Linked DNA regions of Zea mays: region 2 is linked to region 1. The links are chromatin contacts, called in public Hi-C maps. All regions are on one chromosome and are shown on one strand. Each heading gives the region's core, a stretch centred on a gene start, on an enhancer-like site or on the middle of the called end of the contact. The rest is flanking DNA. Distances are from core to core; before and after follow the strand shown.

Evidence for each region. A called contact is a pair of places that touch in the nucleus more often than the background predicts.
Region 2: a contact with region 1 is called in a Hi-C map of leaf, with 8 times the contacts expected there. The contact joins the promoter of LOC103629799 here to the promoter of LOC100272577 in region 1. A contact is called at or near these places in 2 of 25 Hi-C or Micro-C datasets (bundle sheath and leaf).

The regions. Positions count from the first base shown.
Region 1 is chr6:113,374,038-113,380,038 of Zm-B73-REFERENCE-NAM-5.0, reverse strand. It overlaps LOC100272577 (IAA23-auxin-responsive Aux/IAA family member), which reads left to right and starts at 1,597. Exons shown (of 4, transcript NM_001147042.1): 1 at 1,597-2,001; 2 at 2,118-2,411; 3 at 2,551-2,612; 4 at 2,727-3,272. The coding sequence starts at 1,787. The coding sequence ends at 2,752.
Region 2 is chr6:113,655,901-113,661,649 of Zm-B73-REFERENCE-NAM-5.0, reverse strand. LOC103629799 (ABC transporter A family member 5) reads left to right here and starts at 2,527. Exons shown (of 18, transcript XM_008650909.3): 1 at 2,527-2,787; 2 at 3,577-3,964; 3 at 4,155-4,231; 4 at 4,323-4,467; 5 at 5,144-5,263; 6 at 5,358-5,485. The coding sequence starts at 2,677.

The DNA of each region.
Region 1 (6,001 bases), core at 348-2,847:
AAGAACCGACGGTGGTGCTTTCTGGTCAGGCGTAGACGGTCCGCGACCTGTCGCAGGACTCGGGTCCTCTGCCTGACAACTGGACGGTCCGCGCGTGCGCAGGGGCGGCGGAAGTCGTCGGCGACGGCCTGGATCTCGCTCCCAGGAGGGACCCCGTCGGGGAGGAGAGATCCTAGGGGTTGTCTAGGTTCGGACCGGCCGACCTAGACTCCTCTAATCGGCGTAGAGTCGAAGAGAGGCGAAGAATTTGGAGATCGAGAGGCTAAACCTAAACTAGACTAGAACTACTCTTAGGATAAAATGTGAAATAGAAGTTGTATTTATTCGATTGATGATTCCAAATCGACCGTAGACCTCTCTTTTTATAGAGGAGGGGGGCTGAATCCTTTGCACGACTGGATTCCGAGCAAATTCCGTAAATCTAGCCAACAAATTTAGCACAAAACTCGGAACCCTAAACTGCTCTGCGCAGGCGCGGACTGTCCGGACCGCAGCTCAAAAAGGTGCTAAACAGTACCTTTACCGAAATGGCCCCTTGTGTCCAGGTTTGCCAATGCTGGTCAATCAAAAGCTGGAAAATCAGCAGCATCACGGATATCTCTCTCTTCAGACGTGACTTTGTGCCGCGGCTCTGCAGGGCTCATTCACACATGCATGCATTGCATATGGGGGGGGGGGGGGGGGGGGTGGTTGTTGGTGTTTGCGCGTAGTAGTAGTACTCTAGTACTAGTAGGTACTAGTAGTATTCTATTGCATGTGTGCATTGCATGAAATTGAAGTCAGCAAGCGGATGCTGCCGAGCACAAACGGAGGAAACCGCGCGCACACAACACAGTCAGCCACAAGGCAGCAGAACCGAAGCCGCGCCGTCGGCTGGGGGCTGACTGGTCGGCTCGGCTCCTGGGTGCGTCCCCTCCTGCGTCCTGCCGCACCAACGCCCGCCCACCCACCCACCCACCCACTCGACCGCCCGGCGGCCGACACCGAGACGAGACGCGCGCGGACGCCGCATCGGGTTCGCCTGTCGTCGAAAGGCGAGCAGGGGACAGCGCGCCGACATGCCAACTGCCTGCCCTGCTGCATCGGGTTCGCCTTCGCCCACTGCCACTGCCACTGCGACGCCTCCTGCGGCCCCGGATCCTGACGGGTGGGTCTCACGTGCCTCCGCCGCGCCACCTGTCGGCCGGATCGTCTTGTCCGTCGATTTTCAGACATTTTATGGAATCACTTTGCAGTTCATCGAACCAAACTTTTCCTACTAGTTAACACAAAACGAACTATTCTAATTTTTGCACTTCATTTCTGGATAGATATCAAGAGATATCTAATGATGTTGCACTGTCCTGACTGAGTAGATAATCTCTTGACTTGACGTATGTTAAAAAATATATATATTCTGCTATAGATGCTCTGAACAAATGGCCACCAGAAGAGCGGTGAAATTCCCGACCCCACAAGGTGCTGCTGCCGCCCAATGCACTTCTCCCACGCGCACGTACGCGGCACCACACCAGACGACGACGACGACCGCGCGCGCATCTTTATAGGCAAGCGGCCACCCCAAGCAGCCAAGCTCGTCTTCCATTCCAGTACACCGCACGCACGCACTCGCCTCCGACAGCGACCGCGCAACGTCCTTCTCCCGCGCCGCCCGGCCGGCCGGTCCCTGTTCCCTCTCCTCCCCTCGGAGCAGCAGGAGCAGGAGCAGCCGCGTTCGTCCTCTGCGCTGCGCGGCCCGCCGGCCTGACCAAGCAAAGCTTATCGGCCGGAGCCGGACGAACGAACGATGCAGCAGGACCTCAGAAACTCAGAGAGAAGAAACCCGGAACAGGCGCATCCAGTGATGTCGGCGAGCTCGACCAACTCCGCGGCTTCCCCGGCCGTGTCCGGCCTCGACTACGACGACACGGCGCTCACCCTCGCGCTCCCGGGCTCCTCCGCCGAGCCCGCCGCCGATCGCAAGCGCGCCCACGCCGACCACGACAAGCCGCCATCCCCAAAGTCTCCCTCTCCCTCTCCCTTCCCTTCTCTTTATTCCTCTCCGCGTGTGGACGACAACTGGACACACGACACGACGCCCACGGACCGCTTTTGCTGACCGACGTCACGTGCTGCAGGGCGCGGGCCGTGGGCTGGCCGCCGGTCCGCGCGTACCGGCGCAACGCGCTGCGCGACGAGGCCAGGCTCGTGAAGGTGGCCGTGGACGGCGCGCCGTACCTGCGGAAGGTGGACCTCGCGGCGCACGACGGGTACGCGGCCCTGCTCCGCGCGCTCCACGGCATGTTCGCCTCCTGCCTCGTTGCCGGAGCCGGAGCCGACGGGGCGGGGCGGATCGACACCGCCGCCGAGTACATGCCCACCTACGAGGACAAGGACGGCGACTGGATGCTCGTCGGAGACGTCCCCTTCAAGTAATTCACCGTACCCACCTACCTGACCTCGAGCTTGTTCCTGCTATAGTCTGCTCCCCATCCAGTCCAAATCGGTCCGTGGAATACCTGTTGCTCTGCCAAGTGTGCTGATCCCTCTCTCACACACACATGAACGCAGGATGTTCGTGGACTCGTGCAAGAGGATCCGCCTCATGAAGAGCTCCGAGGCCGTCAACCTATGTAAGACAAGACCCCAAATCCATGCATGTCCTAGCTACTACTACTACAAGACGCTACAAGATATCGTCGTATAAGTAAAGTACTAACATTTCTTCTTTGCGTTGCTTGATGCAGCTCCGAGGACATCATCCCGGCAGTGATTGTTGTTGGTGTGGACGCCATATGCCCTACGCGGCTTATCTCTCCGAATTAGTTCACAGAGTGTGTGCTGGAAGAGGCTTGGCTGCTCAGGTCCTCCATGCACACGTCATACACCGTACGTAGGGTGAGGGTTCAGTCTGTTGCTGTGTGTTCTGTACAGGCCACACCACACACGCCCCCATGGAAAACTTTTTCAGTTTCGAGTGCCCCTCCCTCTCGGCCGGACGGTTTGGTTTTTGGACGACGCCGGCGAGGAGGCGGCGCTAGCACACTAGTAGCTCCGTTTCCGTGTGTTCTTTCATACTTGGCTTTGGTTTCCGTTTCAGTCTTCGGCCCTCGGTCGTCTTGTCTCGACTCTCGAGGGATCCATGTATACACGAACATGGTACATGCTGTGTGCTGTTTCCATTGTATAAGGTCAAAGAATACAAGTACGATCTGTCTCTGTTCTTGTAGTTTCGGCGGCAGCCTGATCGTCTGGTCGTTTGGCTTTAATTTATACCGACTTCTATTGATTATAGAGTGTTTTGTCTCTATAGATTATAGCAGTCCGAACAGCTGGATTTAAGCTGAAACGAAGAGCCCTCCTGTCTATTTCCATTGTCTGGAAAATTCTGAGCTCCGACAGAATTTGGATTGCGATTGTTGTGGAAAATTAGGGGGGGAATGGTAGTGGCCTAGTGGGAACTGGGAAATTGTGTGCTTGGATTGCGGCAGTTCGGACAGTTGATCCACTGAAGAAAGTGGCGCGGAGACTGAAGCCGAATTGGAACGTTGAAAGGTCCAGCTCCAGCTGCCTAAATCTGCTGTTCACTTGCTCGTCCGGGAACTGGCCTTGCAGTTCACATAACTTGCACTCGATTTAGCCCTAAGATATATCGTCTTCAATGTTTTGTCTTATGGGTCCTTTTGGATCTATTCAGCTAACAGTTATAGCTCCCAAAAGTTAGATGAGATCCCTATTTCGATCATTAACTTTCAGCTGATTTTTCTTAGCTAATACAGACAGGGCCTATGAATAATTAAAACTCCCTGAAATGTTCAGAATTGTGTTGTCAGAAAGGCTATCTTAAGTCGAAGCTCAGATACTAGTACATGTTTTCTCTGAACTGAACATGCAGTTCAGATTTCCTCCAAGAGTCATTTCGATTTCAGCCAGTTGTTTAGCTCCGCCAGCTGCCCAGCTCCGATTTTTTATCCATCGTTTTAGCCTGTTTCCTGCAGGACCGATCTCCAGCGCAGTCTCGTTCCGATGGTAATGTCCACTACCAAAATATCGTCGTCTGTATACCGGCTGTTCCTGCAACGATGTCTTTCACTAGAAGCATGCCCTGGATGCAATAGGCGTGTCTTTTTTAAGGTCAAAAAAAGGCGTGTCTTTTTCCACGAGAATCGACACTGCTCACACGTACAAATAAAACAATCGTAGACTCGGTAAAGTTTTTTTTACCATATTAATCTGAAAAAAAAACTTACTGATGGATATTGCCATGTTGTATATGAAGAAAATAATCTACACCGTGCAGAATTTACAATGAGCTAATAGCTTAGATTAAATCAAAGAGTCTATGTAAGTTATTACGCAAATATATGGCCACACCCATAAGGCCCCGTTTGTTTCCTATCATTTCGAGGAATTGGAATCTTACTAATGAAATAAGCTATTTTTTTTAGAATATGACATTCCACCAGTTTTCAAAGTTATCATATAAGCCTACCTCAAATTCATAGGGTGAGAGATGGAAATTGATTCTATAGATTTACATGCTATTTTTCTGATGTACAACTTATAGCACATTCTTCTACTTGCGCCTCTATAACATAAATATAGTATATAACTATCTCTCTCATATGATTTAGAATAATATACAAATATATTACATATATAAATATATAAACTTAATTAGTTTTATCTAAATTATAATTATTAAAATGGAATTCAATTCCAATGAAACAAACGGGCCCTAAAAGTAATCAAATGACTTTTGATTCCTAAGGCGCTCTAGCTTCTCTTATCGACTCACCATGCTCTACATCCAGCCATCTGATCAGGTTCTTTATTTCATCATAGCCACAAGCCCGACAAGTTGCTCTATCTTGTTGTTTCAGTAAGTCTTGACATTACCAAAAGTATCATCGAAAAGGAAAAATAAAATCAAACTAGAGGTATTGAATCCAAACACCATGGTTAAATCTTATGATTTTCATGGCAGTGATGTAGCAGAACCCGTAATCGCTGTTGGGTTGAAACCTCACATCGTTGCTAGAATTCATACTAGCAAGTGTTAATCGATAGTGAGGGGTGGTCTATCAGCGAGGCACGACATGCCGGATCAAAGCATCACTCTTTAGTGTCATCCATGGATATCATTTGTCAGGATGTCACTTGAACCGACAGTGCTATTGGTGAGTATCATTGGCCGTTTAGGACAGTACGAAGATGGCATTTTTTGTTCAATGCCGTTGTTGACGGGTTAAACCTTAAGGAGCTTAACATGACAGGGAGACAATTCACTTGGGCCAATAACCTTCCACACCCAACTTTCGAAAAGTTGGATCGTATTTTGGTTACTACAGATTGGGAAGCTAAATATCTTTTATCCTCTGTAGTGGCGTTGAGTAGAGATATATCCGATCATACGCCTATACTCTTGAATAGTGGTGAACCAGTAACAGGTAACCAATACCCTTTTAAATTTGAGATTGGATGGTTATTACGTGATGGATTCTTTGACACGGTAAAGGATATTTGGACTTCAGTGGTGGAGGGAGATACACCATTGGAAAGATGGCAGTCCAGAATTAGGAGAGTCAGACAATACCTCAGGGGTTGGGCTAAAAATACTAGTGGTCATTATAAAAAGCAAAAGAAAGATTTGCTAGAAAAATTAGATGATTTGGACAAAAAGGCAGAAGTGGCTCCATTGTCTAATCAGGAAATAGATCAAAAAACTTGTTTGCATTCTAAGTTGGAGCAAATACTAAGAGACGAGGAAATGAAGTGGTACCAGAGAGCTAAGTCTAATGAGCTGTTGCAAGGTGACTCTAATACGAAATATTTTCAGCTGGTTGCGACTGGTAAACACAGAAAGGCTAGAATCTTCCAACTTAAAGATGGGGTACATACTATTCAAGGGGAGGAGGCCCTTAAGAAACATATTACTGCTTATTATAAGGTTTTGTTCGGGCCACCAGATCCCTCTGCAGTTGAACTTGATGAGAATCAAGTTTCGGATATACCCCAAGTA
Region 2 (5,749 bases), core at 1,278-3,777, 280 kb before region 1:
CTTGATCTGTTGGTTACTATAGTAGTAGCAGGTTTCCCATTTCATTTTTCCCTTTTCAAATTCCATTTATATCTGTATTATTTGCTCTGACATGCAGTCCTTTTCCTTAGATACGATATGGATCCATGGCAAAAGCCAATTCCAGAGTGCACTTCAATAGGGGCTGCAAATGACAAGCAAACACTTTAAAAAGATCTATGGGACATCAGTGCATTTCAAGCCATCATCCTGCATGGTGCAGACCTATAACCAAAGTATCAGATTTTTTATAGCATTTTTAAGGAAATAAGGAGCTGGACAGTATCCTACTGGTAACATGACAGTTTTAAAAACATATTGACATTTCATTTCAATAACCTCTTTAATACATATATATGCAGCTCACTCATTGCTGTTTAACAATTGTAGGAAACTCCCAATGATAAAGGTAAAGAGATCGAGCCTCCTCTTCATCGGTTAGAAAAACAGAAAACGAAATCAACTGTGCTCAACTGCTTTTGTTGTCTTCAGTATAAACAGAACATTGTAGTTACTTCTCTAAAATTAATAATGTCTGATAATTAAACCCAATATTCATTGAATAAACAATAGTAAAAACATATATTCAGATGCGATGAAGCCCCAAAAATAAGGTGAATGTCTTGGCTATCGTCTCCCTTCCGTCTCTTACTCTGTAGTACTCGCTTGGTTTGCCCAATGGATCAAGTTAAAATGTTAAAAAAATAAGCAAAAGTAGCAGCTCTCTGCCTGTGAACTCCAGTATCAACTGCCATCCACCTTGCCCGCAGTCTGCGGCTCGGCGCTGCACTCAACTACCACCTTCTCCCAAATTTTCACTATTTATTTTTCTAAATGTTATTTATATCTTCTTTTTTGTTCTTTAGTTTAGTTCATACAAGACTTCTCGGATTACCCTTCTTCTTTTTCTCTAGGCTTTAAATATATGTTGTGATTGGCGACCTTTTATTCCTTGGACGACAATATGGGTGGTGATTTTTCCAATGATGTCTTTCGCAGGTATGATCGCTTTGTCAATACAGCAGAGGTCCTTCGCAGGTATGATCGCTTTGTCAATATAGCAGAGGTCCTAGAGCGGGTCACAACTATAGTATCATATACAATATTGTTTATTGATGATGCCATCGCCTTGGTTTGAGATCTGTAAGCAGTTCTTCTATCCACAAACAAGTTGGTACTAGATGGCTTAAAGTATAGTTTGTATTTTATTAAAACTATTACATGAACATTTTGGCTCTGCTTCTATGTAGATTTCTCACACATGTTCAGGAAAAAATGTATAATGATAAAAAATCCAAATATGTGTCATTGATCATCTTTTAGTCTAGAAAGATTGTACCGTATGTCATGCCTGTTCTACCATATTGATTTTCTGCTTTAAGCACGCGATGCTTCTTCGACAGCCATAAATGTAAGTTATCTTGGTGAGTGTTCTCCGAATAAGACCATTCATTGGACTTCTAAACGTAACATGAAGGACCGATTGGAAAAAGAAGTCGCAACGGTGTAAACAACGCGCGCAGGCGCGCGTTATACACTAGTATAAATGCAGGGGCTTCAAAACTCAAAATGCAAACCTATCCCACGTGGATATACGTGGACACTCGTTCCCGTCGCTTCGCCCCGAAGACAATCTCGACACGTATCACAAACTTTGACTGATCATTAACGATGATGAACTATACTACTACAGTATTATTCCCTGAGCCCACGTGACCGGCTACGGGGGAGGGAAAAAAAATAAACTGTGCGAAATCATCTCCGAAATTCAGCGAACCGCGTACAGTGACGTAACTGGAAATTTCTGGATAAGAGCGGTCTCGGAATCGGACGAACCAAGACTCGCCACAAAATCGTCAGACGGTGGATGGCATACGTGCGTCGCGTTGAAACTTGAAAGTAAAGCTTGCAAGTACATGACAGCTACAGTGTTATTTTTTAGTCCATAGTTGCGAATTTGCGATGAACTTGACCTGATCACAAGCAAACGATGATATACAGTGGAATTTCCGCATGCCAAGGCATGTTGTTTTTGTTATCTTCTGTGTGTTTGCGTGTGACGACGTTTTATTACGGTGAGCGCGTTAAAAACAGTCTGCTATGACGCGCCGTGAGGATTGGTTGAGGCGAGAGATAGTAACAATTAAACAAAAACCTGCAGCGTCAAGACCTGTTTCAAATGCGGCAACTTTTTGTGCGCGTTTGACACGATTTCGTAAGTTGGCAAATTTGTTTTCACCGACTAAGCTCGTTCAGATAAAAACAGGTTATCTATATCTGTACTTGTATTTAAATTTCACACAATGTACAGTGCAGTATATAGTGTAGAACTGTGCAAAACAATATTTATGAGTAAACTTTTAGTAAACTCAATTTTAGTGAACTGCTGGAGTCGGCGAGGAGCAGCAGAGTTGACCCGATAATTACATAAATTTTCCTCGGCCTGTCGGGAAGCAGCATCTCTCGCCCATTCGCCTCTATAAAATGCCCCTCTTCTGCTGATCTTAACGGCTAATAGCAGTGCTCTGCTTCTCTTCCTTCTCCATCGACCTCTACATTAGTTGTAAGTCCACGGAGAGAGAGAGAGGCCTCTAGGGAGAAAAAAAAAGGTCCACGCAGAGAGAACAGAGAAAGGAAACAACAGCGACGGACCAAGAAATGCCGGGGCGACAAGGCATGGAGCCGGCCTCTGCTGCGGCGCGGGCGCCAAGGCCGCCGAGCTTCGCGTCGCAGACCAATGCCCTCCTGCGCAAAAACCTCATCTTCCAGGTCTGCTCCCCAATCGCTCTGGGCTATACATGTCCCTCACTCCCTTTTTTTTCCTTCTCTGGTGCTTTCGATTTAAGACTTTTACCTGCCAAATGGGCATGCGGTTTCGATCTTTCTTGTCTTGTCTGTTGACGAAGAGACTTCTATGGATCACAGTCATCACAGGATGTTCTTTTGGTCGTGTGCTGCAGGAAGTCATGGGTTGAAGTGACCACCTGCTATTCTATTTGTTCCCTTTTCAGAATTACATTCCCATCCTATTTGAATGAAGGGCCACATAGACATAGTTATTCCACGATTTTGACACTGGAGTAAGTATGCCCATAGTTTCAACTGTTCCAATTGTCCTTTTGGCAATCGGGAGGACGGGGATGAGGCCGAAACATATCTGTGGAGAATGAAAAAAACCAGCCGATTCCCCTGTCAATCCAGAGGGCTCTGATCTAATTCCTGCCTAACCAAACGTGTCCCAATACTGATGGGGACTTAGTTGCAAGTCAAAATGAAAAGAATTGATTGAGATCGCTGTCCACAAGGTACGAAACTTTGTTTCTGAACATCAAAAGACGCAGTGATGCCGCCTGGCCTGCGCTGGAGTTTCTACTGTACTGATGTTTTTTTTTTCTTTCGCTTTTCATCTTGTAAGCCTAAAACACGTACGCCGCCAAGCGATCCTTCCAGGTTATTAATGGCAAAGTGCCACGGCACTTGTTCTTCAATTACATCCTGGTTGCATGCATGGGTCAAACTAACAGGCTGCTGCTCCCCCTCCATTTCTTGTCGTTGCAGAAACGTAACAGGAAGGGAACCATTCGGCTAATCATAGTTCCCATATACCTCTGCCTCATAATCAGCGTCCTTCAAAGGGTCATCAACAGCTTCCTAGACAAGCCAAAGTTCAGGTGTGGTTGCAAGTGCATCGACGATGCCAACGGCAGCACAGCCCCCTGCCAGAACGTGTGTGGAATCCAGTACTCCACGCTGGATCAGGCGCCTAGTTGCCCCATTCCAAATCCTCCGAAATGGCCTGCCCTCGTGCAAGTACCCCTCCCGGAGTATCGCGCCGTGCAGGACTCCTCAGGCTTGTTTACAGGCTTCCCTGACGCATCATGCAGAAAGACACAATCTTGCCCTGCCAGTATACCCTTTGCTGGAGCAAATACAACTCTATCTAATAGTAAGCAATTCGTGCCATCTCTTATTGCCCAGATATGGTTAATGTTGGGTCCATAAGTAAGAAATGCATTCTTTTTTTAAAAAAAGATCTATGTTTTGCTTCAAGTAACAATGACGCAAGTGTTGTCTCTTAGTTATTAACCATGTTCCTCAAACAGTCAACTGCTCAACTTTGCCCCTTTGTTTGACAGGTATCATGCAGAACCTGCTCACAAGCTCACCACTCTTAAATCTTTCTGATTACACGAGCATATCAAGTCTTTTGCTTGTAAGTTGAAATCTCTGTGCTAGTACTTCTATCAACACTTTGCCAAGAATGAATGTAAAAAAATAATATAATTTCTAACATATAAATCCAGGGTACAGATGTTCCAGGATCTTCTACGGGATTCGTTGAACCTGCTTTTATCTCGGCTCGACCCATATATGTTCTTCAACCACAGTGCAAGTCCGGTGATTCAGTTACAATCCCAATTACCGTCGGTTCTGTTAATGCCCAGAAAGGTATTGTATTCTTTCCTTGACTCCTTGTCATCTACTCATCTAGTAGAATAGTGGCCCCCCCAAAAGATAAGTGGCCCAACCTCCTTGCCATGGGCCTTACTAATCGAGTGTGACGAATGATCTTACTTTCTACAAGGAAAAAAAAATTAAATATTACTTAAGAGTGCCAAAGGAGTTGAAGGGGCTGAATTCCCTCATTATCCTAGTTTCATGAGAAATCTAGAAGCATCAGCACTCTTGGGGGTGAATGCAGCATTTGGTGCATGGCGGGCACTTCAAAACTCATTGATCTTGTAGCTAGGTCGCTGACCCCCAGGGGTTTAGACACCAGCGTGGTCAGTTTTTTTTTTTGGTCATGCCTCTTATCTAGTTGTGGCGAGCTTATAATCTGTTTTTGGGTGCGTGTTTGAGTTTTCTTCCTCGAGTCCGTTTTTTCCCATACACGGTTCATTCTACTGTTTCTCTTACATAGTTCTCCTGCATAGTTTGAGAAGAAAATTCCTTATCCTGAGTCCTGGACGCTGCAATTTCCAGTATGGTCTTCTCATAATTATCATTTTTTTTCTGCATTCCAGAGTGTTTTTCATCCTCTTATTGTCACACTGACATGCTTCTTATCGTGTTGGGGGATATTGTTGAAAAAGCATTTCATACTTGAACAAATTATTTTTAGCAGAGATAAAATGTGTTCAAGGTTTACCCTTGTGGCGGAACAGTTCAATAACAATTAATGAGGAAACATTTCGGGGCTACCGAAAAGGGAAAACTGCTAAAGGGATAAATGAAATTGCGATGGGTATGTCACCTCCACTTGCTGTACTGATAGTACAATTGTTTTATGATATTTGGCATTAAAAACATGAGTAGCTCTAACCACTCTGTTACTGCAGGCTATGATTTTCAAGACTCAAACGAGAATCATTTTAATGTCCTTACTTTGTATAACTCAACGTATGAGAATGCCTCTTTCATTCCAATGCCATTTGCACTTCTGCGCATTCCACACTCATTGAATGCGGTGCGTGTCATTTTCTTTGCTGATATAAAACTGAAATTTTCTCATATTTGTTTTCCTATTAACCCACTGAAAAGGTTGATTTTCTGTTGTAAAATTCTAACCTTTTCAAATAAGGATGAATTGATGAGCATGAACAGCATTTATAGTTTTAATATTTGTTAACACATTAGTAGGGTCATTTGCTTTTGTGTTTGTTTCAGTTATAACTTTATTTAACATATTTAATTATGGAACTAATCTCATTGTCGCTAAAATGATTTCACC